Linked DNA regions of Zea mays: regions 1 and 3 are each linked to region 2. A link is a contact called in public Hi-C data. All regions are on one chromosome and are shown on one strand. The core of a region is the stretch at or near the end of the contact, and the rest is flanking DNA. Distances in the headings are between cores, read along the strand shown. Region 1 has its middle 63 kb from the start of LOC100272607. Region 2 holds the start of LOC103632535 (pyrophosphate--fructose 6-phosphate 1-phosphotransferase subunit alpha). Region 3 holds the start of LOC100272607.

Region 1 (3,807 bases), core at 1,230-3,729, 180 kb after region 2:
GGGCGAGGCGGAGTCCGTCGTCCGAGGTCGAGGCTGAGTCCGAGCTCAGGGGTCGGGCGAGGCGGAGTCCGTCGTCCGAGGTCGAGGCTGAGTCCGTGCCCTGGGGTCGGGCGAGGCGGAGTCCGTCTTCCGAGGTTGAGGTTGAGTCCGAGCCCTAGGATTGGGCGAGGCGGAGCTTCCTATGGCGCCTGAGGTCGGTCTTGGCGGCTGTCAGCCTCACCCTGATGGGTGGCACAACAGTCGGAGCAGCGTAGGCGGCGCTGTTTTCCTGTCAGGTCAGCCAGTGGAGAGGCAAAGTGACTGCGGTCACTTCGGCCTTGTCGACTGAGGAGCGTGCTTCAGGATAAGGTGTCAGGCGATCCTTGCATTGAATGCTCCTGCGATACGGTCGGTTGGCGTAGCGATCCGGCCAAGGTTGCTTCTCCGCGAAGCCTGTCCGAGCTAGGCCTCGGGCGAGTCGAAGGTGCGTCCGTTGCTTGAGGAGACCCTCGGGTGAGGCGTGAATCTGCCTTGGTCTACTGTTCCTGCCCGAGGCAGGGCTCGGGCGAGATGAGATCGTGTCCCTTGAGTGGACGGAGCCTTGACCGGAATCGCGCCCATCAGGCCTTTGCAGATTTGTGCTGATAGGGTTACCAGCTGAGATTAGGAGTTTTGAGGGTACCCCTAATTATTGTCCCCGACAAAATATATATATATATATATATATATATATATATATATATATATATATATATATATATATATATAAACCAATACACTATATACAATGAAGCATTTTAATAAACAATTAATACAACCACAATGCACGGTTACTACCGTCGAGAGAACTGACACAACTAATATAACTAATTAATCCAAGCCTTGAACTAATAATAAAAACTAGCAAATCCAGTGTACTATTACTAGTCGATACAAAATTCATGAGAACGACGATGATTCCGGTTCAGACTATCCATCAAACATTAAGCACGCGATGAACAACGTCCTTCTCGTCATCGCCCAACAACAAGAATTCCACTTCTATCATCGACCCCATAACATCACACAACCTAACGACATAATAACGGATCTAGTCATAATTACCAAGTGCACACCTCGCATTACTGGTATTTCTAACTTAATCGTATACGTATACGAAGCGTCTTATTTTACGATCATAAAACCGATAGTAAAAATAGCAAATCAGCTCACCACATCACAACTCGATTTGGTAGTTGCCTGAACGACGATGGCCTTCAGCTGAAGTCCTCGATCGAACATCTGGCAAGCGTGACCGACGAGCTAAGGCTGAGGCGAAGCTTGACGACGAGATCGAATAGGGGATGTGAGCGTGAGGGTTTCACAGCGAGGATGAGCGACACCGTGGATTCTTGGTCCGACATTTAATCGAACACAACGGAAGCGAGACACAGCAGGAATGGTAGTATTAACCATGAGCACGATAAAGGACGTGCTCCTGCACGGCGTGAAGGCGAACGACGACAACCGGCGTGAAGGCGAACGACGACAACCTACGACAGCAGGAATGGAAGACTTGGTCGAGGCAGGGTCCGAGCATCCAGAGTTTTTGCCGAGGCCGGACAGAGAAGGATTACAAATCCTAGGCACGACGGTGGCCATAGCCAAGCAGAGGGACGCGACTACGGGCAGAGGAGAACTCGGCACGACGAGAGACGACGAAACGCTACGCGCGTGATGAGGAAGCAGAAAACCACGAGCCCACGACAAGGGAGCTCGGTGCGCAGCGAGCTAGAGCTGAGGGAACGCGTGGCTGGGGAGAAGAGCAGGGGCTGCGTAGCGGCCAAGCGAGCTGCGAGCAGGCACGCGACGACCACAGCAAGGGAGCTCCGAGCTGGAACGATGGGAAAACTCCACGGTGGGAGTCGCGGTTTGGACAGAGCAAAGGGAAAAGCGGCTGGGCGCCAGAGGACTGAGCAAATAAGCGCGACTGCGCGCAGGGAGCTTCGCGAGCTGGAGCAGGCGATTCCGCGGCATGGGCGCGAGCTGCGCGCCATGGAACGAGCAAGGGCCGGGGCGAGTTCGATGCGGATCTGGCCCTCCTCGGCCATGCGCGCCATCCATGGCGAGCAGAGGAGTGCACAGAAGATAGAGAGAGGAGGGAGGAGAGAGGAGCAGGGACACGCGGCGAGGGGAGCAGGGAGACGAAGACGAGCGCTGTGCGGCGGACGAGAGATATGCAGGGAGATTGGACGACCGAGCTGGGCACTGGAGAAGTGGAGAGGCTGGGCACGCAGGAAGTTGAAGCTTGCAGGGAATCCGGCGCTGGGAGCTTCGAGCAGAGGATCCACATCCGACCAGGCGCCGGGGAGAAGAGGAGCAGAGGCTGGGCGAGGCACCAGGGAGAGGCGACCGCGCCATGGGGGCTCGATAGGGAGCAGGGCGCGCGCCCGCGCCGCCGCGCGGAACCAGGGAGAGGGAGAGGAGCGCGCGCTGGGAAAATGGAGCGTCGTGAGAGCTCCACGTCGAGGGAGAGGAGTACCACGGCCAGGACGAGGAGCTGGGACGGCCGCGCGTAGAAGATAACACAAGCGGCTGGAAAAATCTGTACGGAGAAATTAGCGTGAAAGGATAAGGAGCAGAGGAGTTTCAGCGGTGGGATATTTTCCGTTTTCTAGATTATCTTTTCTCTCTCTTTTCCTTAACGGCAATTGAATATATTTTTGAATCACGATTTTAAGCGATGAACATAATTGGTCAATATATTATATGGTTACATATTTCAGTCTAATGATTTAGCAAACTAAATCATTCACTAATTACTTGTTGTCAGTACTAATTACAGTGGTCTGGTTTGTTCCAGACAGGTTGTAAATGGACCGAGTTAAACAGATTCCGGCTTCGGTATTAGATGAATTTGCATCCGTTATTTACATCCAAAGTTTTGGATCGGGACGAGACGTCGTCGGAACAAATCCGGACGGTGTGAACAACAGTATTTCAGACTGTGTTCAATTTGATTTGAAATCAAATAATTTCATCCGCAGTCGACACCCGATTCCACGTCAACAGATAATTTACGTGGGGAATCGAATCTCAATTATAAATTCTCAGACGCGATTTTCTCGGTTGACGAGTGGGGACAGAATTATTTGCGCCGAAAACCTTAGTCGACGAGTTCTATTTAATTGGACCGAGATAAATCGTCCGAGTGGGTCGAGCTTCCGAATTTCGTATTCACGCGGGCGATGAGTTTAAATAATCACCGGACGCACCGATGTTCGGAACGACTATGTTCCGAAGAACACGAAAAATTAGGAAGAGTCCAGATTAATAAAAACAATGTCGAAGTTGGGACAGACGGAACAGATGCGATATTAAAATCGCGATAGCGAAGATGATTAGAATTTAGCATATGTTTTATCCACTAATATTATGCGCTTAAATCCATACTCGTTGTCAAGCGGAATATAAACACCAGGGGTGTTACAAATACTGCCTTCGGTGTCCATGGGAAGGACTAAACAGAGTTTTTGATATTATTGGTTTTGTCTATCCTGGTTACTACTTTTCGGTTCGAAAGTAAGGGACGAAGAAAAGGATTGTATCAACTACCGCTTCTACTGCGCCGAAACCAAAAAGAATGAAGGTTGTAACTCATCGGCCAAAGTATTATTTTTTGGAGAAGGCTGCTGCGGTGCCTGCTTTAGAAAAGACGGAGGCTGATGAATCTTCTGAAGCTACCTTCTTAGCTTTGGAGGTAATACCTGTTGCGGCAGTCAAAGCTGCCACTGCTCAACTAGAGAAATCAGAACCAGATAGCTTTAGGACCGAGCAACAACTAAAACT
Region 2 (3,609 bases), core at 909-3,408:
TGAGAAGACAAGCTCACTCGGTCCGAGGGACCGTTTGAGAGAGGGAAGGGTTGAAAGAGACCCGGCCTTTGTGGCCTCCTCAACGGGGAGTAGATTTGCGAGAACCGAACCTCGGTAAAACAAAACCGCGTGTCTCACTCTTCATTTGTTTGCGATTTGTTTTGCACCCTCTCTCGCGGACTCGTTTTCAATTTCTAACGCTAACCCGGCTTGTAGTTGTGTTTATATTTGTAAATTTCAGTTTCGCCCTATTCACCCCCCCCCCTCTAGGTGACTATCAGTTGTGCTCCCAGAAAATCGGATAGGAGAAGCGTCAGGGGTAGTGCAACGTGTGTGATATCATGGTCCCCTGAGATGGTGATATCATGGCCCAAGGCTTAATAAAATTAATAGAGTATCCATACCAATAAGGTGCATCTTCTTTTTCGGAAGCCTATCTCGAAAGAACCTCCAAGTTAAGCGTGCTTGGTTTGGAGCAATTTGGGATGGGTGACCGACTCGGAAGTTTTCTCGGGTGCGCATGAGTGAGGACAAAGTGTGCACAAAAGACCTGTGTTGGTCTGTGGGGACAATATATAATTCTAGAGAGCTGCGAGGAGTAAGTACTGCGGTTCAGGGATTGAACGAGGTGTTACAAGTGGTATCAGAGCCGACCCTCTCGGTTTCACGAGCGTGTGTGGGTTAGGGTTCGGGTATATGACGCATGGCTCATGTGGGCCCAGAGTGGTCACATGACATGACATATGACGACACTAGACACACATACATGGCTAAGAGGGGAGGTTACTGAATTGATGTTGACCGACGAGGACGTCGGTCTTCTAAGGGGGTGGATGAGATCATCGCTCGATCTGTATACCATTGTTTGGGATGGTCATAAGAATGATACTTTTCTGCCCAATCTGTATACCATTGTTTGATGAATAAACCCAACAACGGTCGGAATAAGAACCTCTGGAAAGTTAAGCCTCCCTTGAAAATAAAGGTTTTTTTGTGGAATTTATGTCGGGGAGCGATCCTCTAAAGATAATTTAGTCAAAAGGTGTTGGAAAGGTTGCTTGACTTGTAGCTTTTGCAACCGTAATGAGAGTATTAAACATCTCTTTTTTACTGCTATATGGCCAAAAGCATATGGAGAATTATTTATTTTGCCTTAAAAATAGACATGCCAGTTAGCATTAATCATAGTATCAGGTCTTGGGGAAGCAATAGGGGTCCAGGACACAAAAAAATATTACTTTATGGAGTATCAGCTTTATTTTGGTCTATTTGGCTCAGCCAAAATAAGGTGGCTTTTAATCATAAACCAATATCATTAATTGTGCAGGTCATTTTCAGAGGTACTCACTGGTTCAGATTCTAGAGACTTCTACAGAGGAGGAATCACAACAACAAATCCTCGACGTTTGTCAAACTTTGGAAGTGGTGGCGATGAAAATCTTTGTAAATCATGAATAGCGCTCAAATGCTAGAATTGTGGATGACTAGTGTTATACACAGTCTTGTCGTTTTGCTTCTTTGAGTTAGTTTCTTTATTAAGCAACCTCATATGTAATAATTGACTTGTATTGACTGTACGCATTTCAATGCTAAAGCCGGAATTTATGTTTCCGTTCTAAAAAAATCTATGTTTTTCACGGTCATTTTGACTAAAGTTACATGAGAAGGTGAGTACAAAATCAAGCGTGATGCTAACTTTCTACGAAGACCTAGAAAATTTTGAAAGAACGTCCAAATCCATGGGAAACTACAGGTGTCTAGCAAACTGGCTAGTAAATCCATGGGAGCAGAAACCTAGTGCCGGTAAACAAAGATTCTGAAATGTTGGCTCTTGCCAAACTGCATGCATCTCTATCTCTCTTCCTGTACCGGCCGGCAAATCGAATGAAACATTATTCCACCACAACAGAAGATAAATAAACAAAAGCAAATTACGGTTGCTTTCGTCGTCCGGGTGACAACTGACAACGACGTCAAGTATAAATTCATCACTGGACGCTGACAGACACACCAACGAACGGATGATAGCTCAGGAGCATTTCAATTAGTTATTTTGGATGGGAGGACAACACTTTTGCTTGGTTCCATCTATCACCTATAGCATGTGTTGTAGTTGAATTTTACTTGCTGCTCTATATATGCAAAAGGAGGCTGCAGGTTGTGACCTTGAAGGTCACTACGGCTGACCTATGAGAAAATAATCACAATCACAACTTTGAATTCCAGCACATAGAAAAGAGGTTAACAAGGGAAATGGGGTCAAATCGCTGTTGGTAGCATCAGGGGCCAACAACAACAACAATAAACAGCCACTTCTTTCCTCCCTTACAAAAAGGGAGCGAGGTAGCTAGGAAGAGCACAACGTACAGCTGCCCTGCAAAAACCCAGGAACTGAACTGTGCTGAGGGAAAGGAAAGGAAAGGCAAGGCAAGAGGATGAACACCGACGACCTGGGCTCGCCGAGGGAACTCACCGGCCTGCAGCGGAGGAGGGCGCTGTACCAACCGGAGCTGCCTCCATGTCTTCTTCAGGTTTATTTGCGTTTTTTGCCTGCCAGCATCTTCTTAGTTTCTCCTTCACCTGCTGCATCTGCCGTCCAAGCATGCATGCATGCATCCTGCACCTTTGGTTTCTCGATTTGTGTCGTGTCGTGGATGTTTCCAAGAGTTGTTCCATTCTTATGATGTTGTCGATGTAACAAAAACACATGCTCCTTTTTCACCGCCATATATATGAAAAGCGAAAAAAGAGAGAAAGAAACCGCTCGATTTTGGACGCACGAGACCTGGAAATTTCGTCAGCTCGCTGAACAGGAAATGAAGACAACGGGTGTATTGCAAAAACAAGAAGCTCACCAAAAGATTCTTGTGGTATATCAATCCTTAGAGATGGTGGTAATGGAGATCCTTGCAAAACATGGTTGGAGTTCTAATGCCAGATTAAAGGACGCTTGATTCGAGAACAAGTTCTTTTTAAGAATGTTACTTTTTTTTAATAATGGATGTTTTATTAATTTTTTAACTGTAATGTCAAACTATAAAAGGCTGGAACATTTTTTGTTTCCATTATAAAAAAATGTAGGCTCCACTCCTATACTCGTCTTCCTTCTCTAGTAATAGCTTGCACAGGGGTGGCGGACCCAGTGCTTCTAGAGTTCTAGAGGAAGCAGAGACTTGTTGATTCATAATATAGACAGAAGCTTCTTCCTCTCACAAGTCACAAACCCTTCTTTTTTTTCCATTCAACAGGATTCAAAGTTTTGAAAAATGTGTTCCAACCACATGGCGTCACAACAGGATATTTGACGCTGATGGTTTTAGCATCGTCTAACGTTTCCGAAACTTGTGATGGGATATGACCAGGGAACGAGGGTGGAGTTTGGGGACCCAACGACAACCATTGATTCGAAATGCGCAGACATCGTCGCACAGGCATTCCCGCACACCTTCGGTCAGAGGCTGGTGCGCTTTCTGGAGCCTCACCCGGACACGGTGGTCTCTGGTTCTTCTGACGCACAAGAACGCCCACCAGTTAGGTTGGGCGTGGTGTTCTCTGGAAGACAGTCACCTGGCGTGGCGGGCATAATGTCATATGGGGTACTTTCGACGC
Region 3 (3,483 bases), core at 834-3,333, 250 kb after region 2:
CCTTGTGTCCATGCCGCGACACTGCTTAGACGTGGGGTTGTTGTCAAGGCGCGCATCGTCGTGGTCAGAGAGGACAGTCACGTTCAGGGCTGGCGAGGACGAACCCCAACACATCTTCTCAAAGTGGAAGCTGCCTGTGGTCCGCGCTAGAGCAGGGGGCACAACAGCAGCGTCAAATCAGCCTCCATGGGGACAAATCACGGATGGTGTCAAGCGGAGGCTAGGGCTCGCGGTCGAATGCGACCTTCGCCTGACTGAAGGACAACCATACACCCGTGCCCATGCCTCCGCGTGCCGCGACGGCATGGCGACCTGCGAGGCGTGACCTGAGCACCTGCCAGCAACAGACGTTGGTCACTATAGTTGGCAGATGCGACGCTATAGCGGATGCGCGGCGACCGAACGGCGAAAGGCAAGGCCTGACCTGAGCTGGTTTCTGCACCGGACACCAAGCTCTGTAGCATGTGGGTGCGCACTGTAGCGGTGTCTGGGAGCGCGACACGAGGAGAGAGAAAGCATGCATTGGCGACACAGGCAAGGCAGGGCACGAGGGGGGCACATGTTGGCGCGTCCGATGCTGTACTGCCACGCGTCAGTAAACGTTAGGTGCCGAACCCGTGAAATGCGGTCGGTGTTTCAAACCGGGTCAGGTTTTAAGAACTTAGATATATATGCATAATTTGATGGGTTACCTATTCGGATACACCTAACCTTTTCTACCATATTCCTTGATCAAACTTGGGTATTATACTTTACCTTCGTAGCTATGCTATTGCTACAACTTAACTTTATGCAGTCACTCCGATTTGTGATATTAAGGTTCCAATTGGTAAGTTTACATTATTGTTGCTAATCCGACGATTAAGCAAGATCATATGATTTAATTGGAACATGAAGTGACCACCCGGGAAAACAGTGCTACCATGAGGGTGGTATGGGACGCCCTTGGCTAAATAACTAGGGAAGTCTTATGTTGGGTGCTGGTCGTGGTCGACCGGAACGGGGGCATCTGGCAAGCGCTTATATTTCTGGCTCAGACAGATTGGATACATGCATAATTCCCAAAGCTTTACCCTGCAGACTGGACTATAAGTTGGTTACGTTAGATGTGCTCTATGCAGTTTGACCATTTCCAGCATTTGCATAATGAGGACTCTAGGGAAAAGCCTCGTAGTGAGACCTTAGCCATTCACCTCGGAAGTGAATACAGGTCTAGCTAACCCAAGCTAGAAGGGGATCGTGACTCATGGGTAAAGATGCGCCACCTCTGCAGAGTGTAAAACTGATATATCAGCTGTGCTCACGGTTAAGAGCAGCCTAGACTCCTCACATGATAATTGAACTTGAAGATGGAAATAAATCGAGATCCGATGATCTGCCAATGGTTTGCTTAAGTGGTTTCACTTAAGTGTTTTTGATATACTCTTATACCTTTGTTTAATGGGAATACTTGGGATTCACACTTATTAGTAAGACAAGTGTTGTTAATAAAATGTTGACCAACTAAAATGCCAATCGCATTTAACTTTAGCCTTACCTTGTTACCTTGCATTTTCCCCCACTTGCTGAGCCCTGACCATAAGTGAGCTCACCCTTGCTTAAATTTTGATCAGAAGTTTGCAGATGAAGTTATGATGCTGAGCTCCATGGATGCTAGTCTATTGATACCCCCGGTCATCTTCCTGTGGATGGATGTCCATGTTTCGCTGTACTTTGATGAATAAAGGTTAAGACATTATGTCTGTTCGAAGTGTAACATGTTAATATAATCTTTATTTACGCTCTTATGTATCATTCTTTTAATATATTACACTTGTAATGTCAATATATGTGTGAAAATAAATCCTGGCACACATATGCTATGCACCCGGCTCTGTCTCAAAGAAACGGGTGTGACAGTTAAGGAATAGGTTTTTCTTTCAAAATGAAGGTTGGTAGCTTATGGAATCATGGGCCTAGATCATATTAAACAAACAGGACCTGAGTTGCTGAATGTTTTAATGTAGCCTAGCCCATCAGGCCTGGCCCGATCTCTTCATGGGCTAGTTTGTGTACTTTGGGATTGGAATTGGATTACTCCCCTCCCGGACAAAACGGGGCGAGAGCGCATGGAGAGCAGAGAGGAGGAGAGGAAGGGCAGCGGTGGCGCCGCCGCCGGCGGCGGCTCGACCCCTGGGGCGAATCTAAGGGACCTGGTGTCGAGGGAATACTACGGCCACAAGAAGAAGGTAATACCTCTCAACGCCTCCCCAATATCCCATTATAATTTCTTCTGAGCCCCTATAAAACCCAGAATCTCGCCAGAAGAAAGGTTTCGAAGTTCCAATCATTAGGGTTGCAATTCGTAGGGTGAGGCCCTAAATTCCGGCCTTGCATGCAGAATGATGAAACAAGGTGCGGAAGTAACAATCTTTGGGCCTTCCGGTTTGGTTCCTGAGAACATAGATGGGATCGTGGACCTATCTTGCTTTCGATTCGAAGCTATAAGCGTGGAGAGGGGATTTAGCTATTTCTTCTCTTTATATAGAGCATGAAAGGAGTCAATGTTAAGGCATGATGAAAACGAAATATTGCTGCAGCCACAGTTAGTTGCAAATGAATTTAGTTGCAATAGGCAATCTATTTTGGTTGTCCTTTGTTGCAGCAAAGGGGCCGTGGTGCCTGTCCTTGCAGGGGAGCAAGAGCAGTTTTCCTCTGGTTCTATAAAGAAATTTGAGATTATCTTAGGGCATGTTGTAAAGTTGCAATGAGGAGAAATAAGAAGGAATGATCTTTCTTTCAGGATGAATATATGACATTCTGAGGATGTTTTTTCTTTGTTTCTTACATTATGTTGAATGTGTTGCTTAATTGTCCTTAACTCCTCATAGCGATCTTCAAAGCAAAACCACTCTACCCTAGTACTTGTCGGTACAAAATTTAGATTGATTTGTGGGTTCTTATTTTTGCTTTGTTTTATGCATTTCTTTGGTAATCTTATCATTGTGTTCACCATTCTGATAGTTTTTATCATTAGGTGCACTCTGTAGCATGGAACTGCCTAGGCACAAAGCTTGCTTCAGGATCGATCGATCATACCGCACGTGTCTGGAGCATTGATCCACATGTCCATGTAACTTTCTCTCCTTCTGTCCTTGGTACCAAATTTATCTTTACAGAATGGGATACGCTCCCCACTGTTTTCTTATTAAGATAATGATCGGTTTGGTAAATTTTGAAAATCTGCATAACTGGTATATTCCCTATCTTATAGAACCTAGATAATAAGTTATGACATTGAACTTAAGAAAGCATTAGTTTGCGTGATATGCCAAAGAGGGACAAATGCTTCTCATCTGCACCTCCCTTTTAACTTCAAGCTTTGGCTATTGCAGAAATTGTGACAGGTACTTTACAGTAATATTCCTGTTTCTTTAGCTTGTGCGCAATATAATTTACTTTTCAGTTTATCAGTTATTGTGGTGTAACTCAACATATAATGTT

Evidence for each region. Hi-C and Micro-C count contacts between places; a contact is called where the count stands out from the background.
Region 1: a contact with region 2 is called in a Hi-C map of leaf, with 3 times the contacts expected there. The contact joins the enhancer-like site here to the promoter of LOC103632535 in region 2. A contact is called at or near these places in 2 of 25 Hi-C or Micro-C datasets (ear and leaf).
Region 3: a contact with region 2 is called in a Hi-C map of leaf, with 9 times the contacts expected there. The contact joins the promoter of LOC100272607 here to the promoter of LOC103632535 in region 2. A contact is called at or near these places in 13 of 25 Hi-C or Micro-C datasets (bundle sheath, ear, endosperm and 4 more) and 1 of 3 datasets of contacts at active chromatin or transcription factors (leaf).

The regions. Positions count from the first base shown.
Region 1 is chr7:86,824,827-86,828,633 of Zm-B73-REFERENCE-NAM-5.0, forward strand. No RefSeq gene overlaps it. Among protein-coding and RNA genes, the nearest start is that of LOC100272607, 63 kb to the right of the region's middle. Within about 2 kb of position 2,480, at least 8 of the 20 cell types and tissues checked have an H3K27ac peak or open chromatin away from gene starts, as enhancers often do. A contact at or near this core is called in ear and leaf, where this site is marked.
Region 2 is chr7:86,640,761-86,644,369 of Zm-B73-REFERENCE-NAM-5.0, forward strand. It overlaps LOC103632535 (pyrophosphate--fructose 6-phosphate 1-phosphotransferase subunit alpha), which reads left to right and starts at 2,159. Exons shown (of 19, transcript XM_008654305.3): 1 at 2,159-2,531; 2 at 3,363-3,569; 3 at 3,572-3,609. The coding sequence starts at 2,436.
Region 3 is chr7:86,887,346-86,890,828 of Zm-B73-REFERENCE-NAM-5.0, forward strand. It overlaps LOC100272607, which reads left to right and starts at 2,084. Exons shown (of 11, transcript NM_001147070.1): 1 at 2,084-2,228; 2 at 3,017-3,112. The coding sequence starts at 2,109.